Linked DNA regions of Hordeum vulgare: regions 1 and 3 are each linked to region 2. Evidence: chromatin contacts called from public Hi-C data. All regions are on one chromosome and are shown on one strand. The core of a region is the stretch at or near the end of the contact, and the rest is flanking DNA. Distances in the headings are between cores, read along the strand shown. Region 1 holds the start of LOC123408537 (glycosyltransferase family 92 protein Os08g0121900-like). Region 2 holds the start of LOC123411185 (photosystem II core complex proteins psbY, chloroplastic). Region 3 holds the start of LOC123411474.

Region 1 (3,892 bases), core at 863-3,362, 990 kb before region 2:
AGCTTTGAAAACTGGCGGCAACGGGATGCCGATGCAATGCTGATGATGCGAATGATGTGATGATGATGCGATAAACAAATAAGCCACACGACGAAAACAAAATAAAGGGGGAATCTTCTCGAGCGTCAGTCTCGGGCTGTCAGAGATCCATCGAAAAAATAAATTGACCGCATCCCTAAAGAATCAATGTAGGTATAGATCCATACGCCCTTTCCCGACGATAAACACAACAACGATACGGGGAAAGAGCAGGGAGAAAAATATTCCTAGATGAGGGCAACACCGCCACCTCACCGTCCAAAACCAAACTGGAAGACTCCCTAAAGAAACCTGAAAAGAATCATCCATGTTGTGTTGCATGACAGGTCCTGGTGTGATGATGCCATCTAGAACCATGAATCAAGTCCCTCTTCTCTGATGACCTAGCCAGGTGGCGTCACCTGTTGAAGATCATGCTGGATCACCAACACCATCATCGAGCATCGCATGTCGACAACCGCAACAAGACCATGCATTGTCGTCCCTAGCAACCCACTAACTCATCCATACTGGGCTAGCGGCGACCGAGGGGGGGGGGGTGGGTGTCAGATCACGGGGTGGCGATTACGTTTAGGTCGCCTGCCTTCATCACGATGAGGTTTCCAACGTTGCATGGTCCTACATTGAACTAACAACATATCAAAGGCAGATATTGTGGTAATTTAAAGCATATAATAATTTCTTTGCATGTAATAAGCTAAGTGATCTACCTTAACGCAGCGCTAGGAGGGCTCATGCAGACGTCGCCTCCCCTAAAAAAATAGGGTTTCTTCGTCTCCTGCCAGCGCTGACGCCAGTCCCCCTCGTCTTCCATAGCCTTAGGGCCATGGGGACGCGGTGGACCCCGGACCTTTCCGGTGGGAGGGCTTCGTTTTTAGATGTGCTTTCGACTTTTGTTAGGGTTTGTGTTCTGCTCAAGAAGACGAGACGTCGGCGACTCCTTGAAGATGGAATAAGGTTCTCCCCGCCTAGCCCCATTCTAGTGGTGCATCTAGCATTGTTGGTGGGTGTGTGGAGGTGTGTCTCCGGTGGATCTCCTTTGGTGGATTTGCTCGGATTTGTTCGTCGTTCGTCTACACCCATGTATTTTCACGTTGTATCCCTTCGATCTACGTCACTCTTCATCTGCGACGATTGCTATTCTGGTGCGCTGGTCCTATGAAGCCTTAGCACAACGACTTTCTGGTTGTCTACTACAACAAATTTTGCCCGACTCCGATGAGGGAGAGGCGATGACGGCGGTGCGCCTTCGGCTCGTTTCACTGCTTGTAGTCGTCGTTAGGTGGTCTATGAATCTAGATTTAAATTTTATTATTTTTGGTGTTCGTTGTACTATCGCGTTTGAAGATGAATAGACCTGATGTTTTTTCGTAAAAGCAAAAAAGTTAAGTGATCTAAAGATCTTATATATTATCAATGTACAAAAGCATCAACCTTTACAAAATCCCATGTATGTTCATGTTTTTTGGGGTAAACATTCACATGTTTATATATAGCATAAAGTGCACCCACGCACTTATTTGTAATAATTTATTCTCCTCTTCTTTTCAATAAATTATATTGTACTCCCTCCGTTTCTGAATATATGTCTTTCTTAAGATTTTACTAGTGGACTACATACAAATGTATATAGACATATTTTAAAGTATAGATTCAATCATTTTGATTCATATGTAGAACCTTAATGAAATCGTTTAAAAGACTTATATTTAAAAACGAAAGAAGTACAATTTATTCTTCACCAAGAAATTCCCAAATGAACATACATACTACAGAGTTGGACACCATCCTCCATGTGCACCGCAATAATTGCTGTTCAAACAGCATCACACCCACCCACATCACCGACTGACCGCGTGGACCGATACATCATGTTCATTCCCCTCCGGAGCTAGACGCGCCTGTCCCCTGATTGGCTGGACGCGCCGTGCCGTTACCCGCAAACCCACCTGTCAGTGAAGGGTCCCGCCCCTCATAGTCTGGAACGCGCCGCGTGCCACCGACGTGTGGGCCCGCTATGGCCCACGCGCCGGTTCCGTGCGCGCGGGTATAAACCCCACCGCTGCTGCCGCTGCGGCGACGACTTCCTTCCCACCTCGCCGCAAACCACCGCTTCGGTTTCTGCGGCCACCACCCCCGCATCCCCCGGCAATCGCGGCAGCGAGGAAGGGAGCGTGCTCGCCGTCGCGCCGCCGACGCGTAGCGCGGTGTGAATGAATGGTGCGGCCTCTTGGCCTTCTCGTGGATCTGAATGAGCTCTTCCTTCTGGGGCGGTGAGGAGTAGACGGACGGACGGGCGGTTCCCGAAATGGCGGTGTCGGCCAAGGAGCGCAAGCTGAGTAGGCTCGGAAGTGGTCAGGCGGCAAACGGGGGAGGAGGCGGGAGCTTCGGCGCGAGGGGCAGTCACCGGTCTTCGGCGGCGGGGGGACGGCGGCGGCTGTTTGCGGTGTTCTTCGCGTTCCTCTGCGCCGGCGCGGTGGTCTTCGGCGGCGTGCACGTCATTGGAGGTGAGCCGCTTCCCCTGCTCCTGGAATCTGGAGCCCGCGTGGGCCAAATTGGTTTGTGTTTAGGTAGGATTGTGGAATTATTTATCTTCTCACGGAAATCTCGTGGTGGGATCATTTCGAATGATTTTGACAGAAGAAGAAGAAGAAGAAGAAGAAGAAGAAGAAGAAAAATCCATTTTTTATGTGCGAAATTTTGTTTGGGTTCGATGTTCATCGTCTGGATGGTGAAAAATAGAAGTTGGACTCTTTCTCGCGAGGTTGCCGTTAGATCTGATTGCAGTCCTACCATTCGCGGGAAAGATTGCAGTTCTTATCACTCGATTCTTGCCTCGATTATAGCAGCTTGCCGTTTCTGTATTATTGTAACGTTAGCCATCCAGTCAGTCACATGCTGCTGCTGCCTTTTGACTGATCGATCCCAGAATAGAACGCAAATGCCTCATGTGACATGAAGAATGTCGTCACATGAAGAATGGCTGTTTATGCGTCCGAATTTAGGCACGCTAAATCCGTTTGGCTATTTCTTCCCGCTGTGTGCTAATTGATCTCGTCTTCTTGTGATGCAGCGTCCTTTCGGCCGGTGCTCATGACGGCTTGGCCGTCGGCGACCCTGAATGCCCTCTCCTCGGAGCGACGGGTGCAGCAAGCTGGAGGAAACAGTGCCGGCACCGTTTCACCCTCTGTCCAAATCCGGCACGCCGTCGTTCTGCCGGACCATGTTCTCGTAATCCTCGGTGACGGATCATCGCTGCCAGCTCCTGGGCATTTTGAGTGCCTCTACTCCACTGCCAACTCAACGCAGCTACGTCGTCGTCCCCTCTCGGTCGCTGCATTGCCAGATGAACCCAGCCTCGTGCATTGCCCTGCCGCACCGCCAGGGATGGCTGTGTCCCTATCGCTGTCCCAGTCGCCTCCGGTGACACCATTCCAGTGGGATCAGCTCGTGTACACCGCACTTCTTGACAGCCGGGATAACTCCACCGTTGTGTTTGCCAAAGGGATGAACCTCCGTCCAGGCCGGCTCGGTGTGCCATCACGGTATGAGTGCGTCTTTGGCCGGGACCTGTCGAAGCCCAAGTTCGTTGTCACCTCCCCTGTGGTTTCTGCTGCTCAGGAGACATTCCGGTGTGTGACACCTGTCCGCATTCGCCGGTACCTCAGGATGACAGCTGATGGAAACAGCAACAGGAACAGTGATGGGAAGCCCATGTTGGTCTCCATCAGGACTAAGGGCCGGGGGAGCTCTACACTCCCCTCAATCGCGCAACCAGAGCCACTTCCTCGGTATAACAGGCATCGGCATACAAGGCATCGGCGGCAGCAGAAAGCACACTCAATGTGTGTGT
Region 2 (3,766 bases), core at 677-3,176:
TTAAAATGCTAATTGTCTAATATATTTAATGCCTTTTGTTGTAAGCTTTAGGATGTTGTTAAGTCCATGACACGTTCACCCGTTCACCCTTTTTAGGCTTCCGCTGTGGGGGACGCTAATGAAACCAAAACCCAGCATGTTCATGCACGTCCAAGCTCGAGGATATCATGGGGTCTCAGAGAAGAGAAACATGCGTGATCACAAACGTAGATTGCTTGCAGCAAAATATGAGCTGAGAGGAAAGCTTTATAAGTCTGTCTGTAGGGACCCTGATCTTCCATCAGATATGCGGGATAAGTTTCGCTATAAGTTGTCCAAGCTGCCAAGAAATAGTAACATGACACGTCTTAGAAACCGCTGTATTTTCACGGGCCGCTCTCGTGGTGTCTACCAAAAATTCCGCATGTCTCGTATCGTGTTCCGTACCTTGGCAAATAAGGGTGAACTGATGGGTGTTAAGAAAGCATCTTGGTAGATGTTAACAGATGGGTAGAAGAAAGAACTAGCTCTTCAGTAGGCCAGCAAAATAAGGTTGCCCTCTTTCAGTGTTTGATTCCTGAAACTATCTGTCAAGTTTTTTTACTGCCAGCAAACGGCATGGTTTTCTCTTTATTTAGTTGAGGCAGTGTAATGTACTGTTTTTCATGCTATTCAGCATTTATGAAGCTAAAGATTCTATTGTTCAAGGTTTCTATAAGCTGGCTGTTTGATTCAATATTTATCTCATCTGGTTTTATTTGATGAGTGCACTGAGATTTAGTATATCTGATCCTCTGATTTATCATATTGTTTGTCACAATTTGCCCTTTTAACTTCTAATCTAAAACATGATCTGATATAAGGCACACAAAAATTTGAACAATATCTTTTGACTAATAATTGCAAGTGCCCTTAGTCAGAAGAACCGGGAAACATCTTAGTCATTTATAACTTGTTTAAGTATCATTTTCACATATCTGCAAGTGTTTCAAATGCCTTGAGCCATAAACACATTGGTTCTTTGGATTGGGCTTACGACTGCAGTGTCTGAGAGATATAACATGCTTCTTTGGCGTGTGCCATAAACACATTGGTTCTTCCCAGGTGGATCCAAGACAGCCGTGATGAGTTCACAAAGGAGCGCCTTGACTCCATCAACGACGAGTTCAAGCTGTACCGCTGCCACACCATCAAGAACTGCACGCATGCCTGCCCCAAGGGGCTGAACCCTGCAAAGCAGATCGACACAATAAAGAAGCTGCAGCTCGGAGCCTGAGTGTGAGCAGAGCAGGGTCTTCCCCCGTGGAGATGTCGGAAAGTTGTAATCAGCCTGCCATTTGGTTTGTTTTTGCTCCATGGTTTCTACCCTGACGAATAATGGATGGAAACGCCTGGCGATTCCGTGTAGGGAGTGAATAATTGCTACCAGATTTTGTTCTTTCCGTGCTGTATCTAGTTTGGTGGTTCATCATATTTTGATGCTCATGCATGAAGTAATTCATAAACTTATTAATTATTATCAACGTTTGGATGGTGTTGTCTACTTCCTTCGTCTGTGTTACAGAATAGTTCTGCAATGATCAGCGTAAACGAAGAGGAAAGACATTGTGGAGCACGAAGATGAACGTCATTTCGTGTATTTTTAACTGAAATTCACCGAAAATACCTAGACGTTTCAATCCAGACGATCTCCGATCTTGTCTTTTCTTGAGACGAATACGATCTTGTCGTTTGGTACCATAGGACATTCTAGGGCACGCTTATATTCCTACTACTGTGAGATATCTGAATTTCCGATTCATTTCACGACTCCACTTCCTCTCACCAAAGTCTCCATGTAAATCGTGTGGTCCCCGCCTAGTTGCTCCCACAGCCAATGGCATTGCAAGTTGCAGGCCGCGAGATAAGCTTTCAAACCTCCATCGCACACTCGCCGCACAAGATAAGCTAGCCACGCCACATCGTCCGTTCTAGAAACGCAGGGGAAGGGAAGGGCATCGCATTACACACCCGCGCACCCCACAGCACCCCTCCATCCACCTTTTTGCCAGCGTGAGAGCTTCTTGCGAGGGAGAGAAGGCAGCGAGCAACCAGGGAGCTAGGCGTCAATGGCGACCATAGCCACGATGACCATGCTCAAGCCCGCCAAGATCACGGCGAGGTCGGCGCCTTCGTCGTCGACGTCGTCCAGCGCCAAGGTGGCGTCGCCGAGCATCTCGCTGCGCAGCCTGCAGAAGAACGCGGCCAAGAAGGGAGCCCTGGCCGTGTCGCCGGCGGCCGCTGCCATGGCGAGCGCCTTCTTCACCTCGCTGGCCTCGTCGGACGCGGCGATGGCGTCGCAGCGGATCGCGGACGTGGCGGCGGCGGCGCCCGCGGACGACAACCGGGGCCTACTCCTGCTCTTCGTGGTGGCGCCCGCGCTCGGGTGGGTGCTCTACAACATCCTCCAGCCGGCGCTGAACCAGCTCAACAAGATGCGGTCCGAGAAGGCGCTCGTCGCCGGGCTGGGCATCGGCGCTGCCGCGGCCGCCGGCCTGGCCGCCGTGCCGGAGCCGGCCTCCGCCGCCGTGCAGGAGCTCGCCGCGCTGGCGGCGGTCGCGCCGGCCGACGACAACCGGGGCCTGCTGCTGCTTTTCGTGGTGGCGCCCGCCCTCGGCTGGGTGCTCTACAACATTCTGCAGCCGGCGCTCAATCAGCTCAACAAAATGCGGTCCAACTGAGCGCGCGTACGTCGTCGTCGTCGTCATGGCATCGTACCGTATGTTGTGTGCGTTGGTCTATTATAAGAGTCGTGGTAGTAGCGTGGAACGTGGTGTGAGTGTCCGCTTGCATACTCTCTAATCTTGTTCCTTCCATTGATCAAATGCAGTACAGCTCTTCTTGTTTTCTCTCACTTCAGTTTAATGTTCTTTTCTGCTACTACGTTCCATGCTGGATTGGGGTTTTGGGAGGTGCTTTGATCATAGATAGGCACGACGGGCCGAGAAGCTTTGGAAAGCCTGGGCAAACCGCAAGTCACAGAGTGCTTAGGATGCCATGTTTTTCTTGCAAACCACTAATACTGTACTTATATCACTACTTCACTAGAAATCTCATGATCGCTCCAGTAGAGATTAGCCGTTTGGAGCACTCGATCTGTGGTTTGGGTTCGAGCAATCTTCTTCACTCACTAGCGCCCCTCGTACAAAGGGGTGGTGTGCCGACGAAGGTGGCCAGTGGGTGGGTGCCGACGAAGGTGGCCAGTTGGTGGGTACCTCACAATAGGCTGTAGGAGAGCGAAAGCCTTCTTCTGCTTCCAAGCTTAAATGAGTAAATTAAACAAAAGAATAAATTTCTTTTTAAGGCAAACATTGACAATTTTTATTAGTTCTTGAAAAATTAGACAAAATCGACACTCCCAAATGCTTGTAAAAAGGGACATATCCATTTTCTCTCCTAACTTTGACCCGACCACATCTTTACCCCTAAAATAAATAGTGGTCAACTTTGCCCCTCTTCCGTTAGAGTGCTTTATGAAAATACCCTTCCGTGTCATTTCCGTTCGGTCAAATGCCTTTGATCGCCAATGTGCTGTTCTTTGAACATTTGTAACCCTCGCTACATATGTCACTTACACGTGGGACCCACCCAAATAAAGGAAAAAAGGACAAAACTCTCTCCCATCTCTCCCACGTACACATGGGACCCAATACAAAAGAAAAAAAAACTCTCTCTCTCTCCAGTCTATCTCTCTCATGTCCCCTCTAAGAGCATCTCTAGCAGACCCCCTATAATGCTCCGACCCGCA
Region 3 (4,083 bases), core at 477-2,976, 520 kb after region 2:
TGGGATACTCCGAGGCTAAGCAGCACAGGATCGCAGACAACCTTAACTGCAAACTGGCTGTCCTCCCCATCTCTTATTTGGGGATGCCTCTTGCCAAGTCCAGAATTTTGGTCAATGGGTTTGATCCGCTTGTGGGACGAGTAACGTCCCGTGCGGAGCCCTGGTGTGGCAGGTTCACATCTAAAGGAAGCAAGTTTGTCCTCATTAGCTCTAACCTTGCGAGTCTCCCCGTGTATTTGATGGGGATGTATATTCTGCTCGAAGGGGTGCACAGCGCCTTTGATAAGGAGTTGGCTAGGTTCTTCTGGCAGGCAGGGGATGGTAGACCCAAATACCACATGGTAAAATGGGCTGATATTTGCCTGCCAAAGGACCGAGGAGGCTTGGGCATTCCAGCTTCCTGCCGCATGAACGGTTCTCTCATGCTTCGCTGGGTGTGGCGGATCCTGCAGGGAGACGGGGGGCTGTGGCTTCAACTGATTGAGGCTAAGTACCTGCAGGGCAGGCCCCTCTTGGCCTGCTCGCTCGCGTCTGGGTCGCAGTTCTGGAAATCCATTCAGGGCATCAAGAACGACATTAGACTGGGTCTGCGGATCTCGGTGGGTAATGGGGCAGAGACCCAGTTTTGGCTAGACCCCTGGATGGATGGCGAACCCTTACGCTCGCGCTTCCCGAGGCTCTTGCTATTTGCGACGACCCTACCGTCCTTGTCTCTGCGTCTGCTGTGGAGGACGGATGGCAGGTTGCGTTCCGCCGTCCCCTCGGCCCAGCTAAGGTCGAGGACTAGGAACTCCTGCAGGCGGTGGTTCCCCTCCCTGCCTTGTCGTCCAGAGATAGTGTTTCCTGGAGTCTTTCTCCCTCAGGAGAATTCTCCGTTAGTTCGGCCTATTTGGCTTTGTGTAGGATGCCTGTCCTTCCGTGGATATCCCCACTTTGGAAGGCACCGTTGCCCCTGAAGATCAAGATTTTCGTTTGGCAGCTTCTTCGAGATCGTCTGCCTTCAGGGACGGAGGTGTTGAAACGCCATGGTCCGGGTAACGGCATTTGTCCGTTGTGCCATGTCCCGGAGACCGGCGCTCACATTTTGTTCTCCCGCGTCGCGGCACAGGCCCTTTGGTGCTTTGTTCGCGAGGCCCTCGGACCGGAATGGGTGGCCTCGGACCTTGCAGATTTCCTGCAGGTACGGGCCACCCAGGTCGGCCGTAAGCGCCGACTGTTCTGGCTGCTATTCGCAGCTATGATGTGGACCCTTTGGACTACTCGCAACAAAATGGTGATTGAAAGGATCTTTCAGCGACGTGCTTTTGACTCGTTCTTCAAATTCCTTGCCTTTTTACAGCTTTGACATCCGCTCGTTAGGACCCAAGACCGCGGCAGGCTTCAGCGATACCTGGATGCGCTGATGGCAGCTGCCCGGCGGCTCGCCGCTCCATGGGTGCACCTTAGCCGCCCCTCCGTTGGCATTTTTGGTTTCTTTTCCTTTCTTGGGCAGGAATGTGCTGGTGCCCCAGCATTTCCTACGTTTGCACTTTGTTGGTTTGTATTGTTTAGATGCTGGACTATGTGCTTTATCTATAAAGCGGGACGAAAACGTGTTTCGAGATTAAGGTCAAGACGTAGCACCGGCGTTAAAGTCGCAACGGCGACGATGTGAACGCCCACCCCATCACAAAACCTCCGTGAAGCCGTTAAAACCCCACCCTACCAGATCCCGTAGGACCCCGAGCACCGCAATCCGGCCAGCCAATGGGGCGTCGCCATGTCAGTAAAACTTGGCCACGTCCGCGCAGGATCATGGAAAAAGCGCCTCGCCTTTGCTGGCCCCGCGCCACCCTGCTCGCGGCCGCGGGAGATCCCCTCGCTTTCCCTCCAAATAGCTTCTCCCGTGCTCATGTTCCCATGCTTGTCGCCCATTTTGCAGGGAGCACCTTGAGGTTGTAGTGAAGTATTTCCGAGGCCATGGCTAGCGGCGGCGGCGGCGGCCGGCGGCGAGGGTCGCGCCGGGCCAAGGTGAAGAAGAAGAAGAAGACCAAGTACCTCAGCCTCAGCCGCCACCTCGCCAAGGCGGTGGAGGTCGACAAGCCTGCCGAATCTCTGTCGGCGGAGGATTCCTTGCCGCCACCCTCGGCTTTGGCGTCGCCGTCCACGGAGGAGGCGGTGGAGGATGGATGCGGGCACGAGCAGCAGCAGCAGCAGCAGCAGCAGCTCGAGCCGTTCGCGCTGCATCCTGAGGCGCCGTCGACTCTCTTCGCGGCGGCGCCGTCGCTCACTGACATCCTCGGCCTGTCCTCCTCCTCCTTTTCCGGCGGCGGCGAAGGGGATTCGCCCTCGTGCACCCCCTCCCCGGACGCCTCCGCGGGGACTGCTGGCGGGGAGGAGGACCTTGCGCGGCGCGCGCTCCGGGGGAGGGAGCGGTGGGTGTACTGCAGGAGCAGCTCCTCTTCGCCTAGCGCGGCCACCGCGACGACCACCACGTCATCCTCGTGCTCCTCGGCCGCGAGCACGGGCGCCGCCTCCGCGCGGTCGCCGCTGCTCAAGCTGGACTACGACGAGATCCTGGCCGCCTGGGCGGGCCGCGGGTCCCTCTACATCGACGGCGCGGCGGGCCACGTGACGCCCAAGCTGGAGCTTGGTTCTGTAAGCCTAAGACCCCCTTTATCTTCTCGGACTCGGGGGGACGATGCGCGCTCGTGAATCCTGACACGGAGTCTCGTTGCGTTGCAGGAGGTGTTCGTGGATGTGGCGCCGCCGCGGCAGGCGGCGACGTGGAGCTCGCCGGAGGTGTCCGGGAGGGCGGAGCGGGTGAGGCGGTATAAGGAGAAGCGACATGCCCGGCTGTTCTCGAAGCGGATCCGGTACGAGGTACGCCGGCTCAATGCCGTCAAGCGGCCGCGCTTGAAGGTAATTCTTCGCATCGCGTTCTGCCGTATCTGAACCTGTTGCAGTTTCCTTATCGTGTCTGTGATCTAGCAATATGTGTGGGTACATACTGCATCAGTAATGATCTGAACTGCTAAATGGCGTTGATGGGAATCTGGGATAGAGGTTGATCAGATTCTATACCTCCGGGAATCTGGGTGTAGATCGTGGATTAGAGATCCAGCTTCTGGTCCCAGCAACAATTGAATGAACTTATCATACAGAACTGAAGCTCTCCACATGGCTATGTAAAGATAACCTCGAAATTATGGTCCCGCGCTGACCTTCTTCATTTGACGATTACCAAGAATTCACACATCACTTGGAATGAATCGAACACTGCGCCTTAAGTATCTTTCTGCTCTTGTACCTAATTTCCGGCAAACACGAGACAGTACTCCTGGTGGTTCTGGCTTGTGCATTTGATATTTTGGGTGTGCAGACTACTAATGCATCACAGGGACTAGTCTGTTACTCCAGTTTGTTTCATCAATCTCATTCTAACAAGCTGTGTGCATCTTGTTTCACTTAACAGGGTCGTTTCATCAAGGATAAGGAGGGTGTTGCAATGGCCAACTGAGGCGAGCTGCGGCCTTCATCATAAAGACCTTGCCTCATCCAGTTACAAGAATGGTTCATGAGCCCATTCCATTCCATCTGTAAAATGTAAATGATCAGGTTAGTCTCCAGGCTGCCATATACCCAAACCGGATTTGTTGAATCGATCTGCCGCTTCCTGGTCAAGCGGCAAGCTAATTGTGGTCGCTGCGGATCGTGTTATTTGGCAGTTTTGTTGTAGGATGAAAATAATAGAACTTGATTTGGTCATAAATTTCGCTGCGGCACTGCACTTTTGATTCAGTTTTTGGCGAAGGTTCTGCAGTCCCGTGAACTTTCAGATCTTCAGATGATCAGCTACAATTTGTCTAAATTGTTGATGTTTATGTTTACACGAACTTACTGATATTTGTACCCTTCAGAATCTCACGGTCTGTGCCGTCTGATCGGCGTAAAGATGAACTGTATTTGTCAACATAGGAAAGATCATGCACTGATTTGCTGGCTTAGATCGAGAGTTTTCTGCTACTGTTGGGTGAAAAAAGATTTGGTTCGTTGTGCCGTTCTGTATTTCTGTTCTGTCAGTCGGTGTTAAGATCAGGTCAT

What was found. Hi-C and Micro-C count contacts between places; a contact is called where the count stands out from the background.
Region 1: a contact with region 2 is called in a Hi-C map of seedling, with 3 times the contacts expected there. The contact joins the promoter of LOC123408537 here to the promoter of LOC123411185 in region 2. A contact is called at or near these places in 1 of 6 Hi-C or Micro-C datasets (seedling) and 1 of 1 datasets of contacts at active chromatin or transcription factors (embryo).
Region 3: a contact with region 2 is called in a Hi-C map of seedling, with 6 times the contacts expected there. The contact joins the promoter of LOC123411474 here to the promoter of LOC123411185 in region 2. A contact is called at or near these places in 3 of 6 Hi-C or Micro-C datasets (leaf and seedling) and 1 of 1 datasets of contacts at active chromatin or transcription factors (embryo).

What each region holds. Positions count from the first base shown.
Region 1 is chr7H:416,110,071-416,113,962 of MorexV3_pseudomolecules_assembly, forward strand. LOC123408537 (glycosyltransferase family 92 protein Os08g0121900-like) reads left to right here and starts at 2,113. Exons shown (of 2, transcript XM_045101623.1): 1 at 2,113-2,546; 2 at 3,113-3,892. The coding sequence starts at 2,348.
Region 2 is chr7H:417,099,736-417,103,501 of MorexV3_pseudomolecules_assembly, forward strand. LOC123411185 (photosystem II core complex proteins psbY, chloroplastic) reads left to right here and starts at 1,927. Exons shown (of 1, transcript XM_045104124.1): 1 at 1,927-2,872. The coding sequence starts at 2,088. The coding sequence ends at 2,699. It overlaps LOC123411184 (succinate dehydrogenase [ubiquinone] iron-sulfur subunit 1, mitochondrial), which reads left to right. Exons shown (of 2, transcript XM_045104123.1): 2 at 1,084-1,522. The coding sequence ends at 1,255.
Region 3 is chr7H:417,619,190-417,623,272 of MorexV3_pseudomolecules_assembly, forward strand. LOC123411474 reads left to right here and starts at 1,727. Exons shown (of 3, transcript XM_045104423.1): 1 at 1,727-2,637; 2 at 2,725-2,862; 3 at 3,455-3,780. The coding sequence starts at 1,960. The coding sequence ends at 3,499.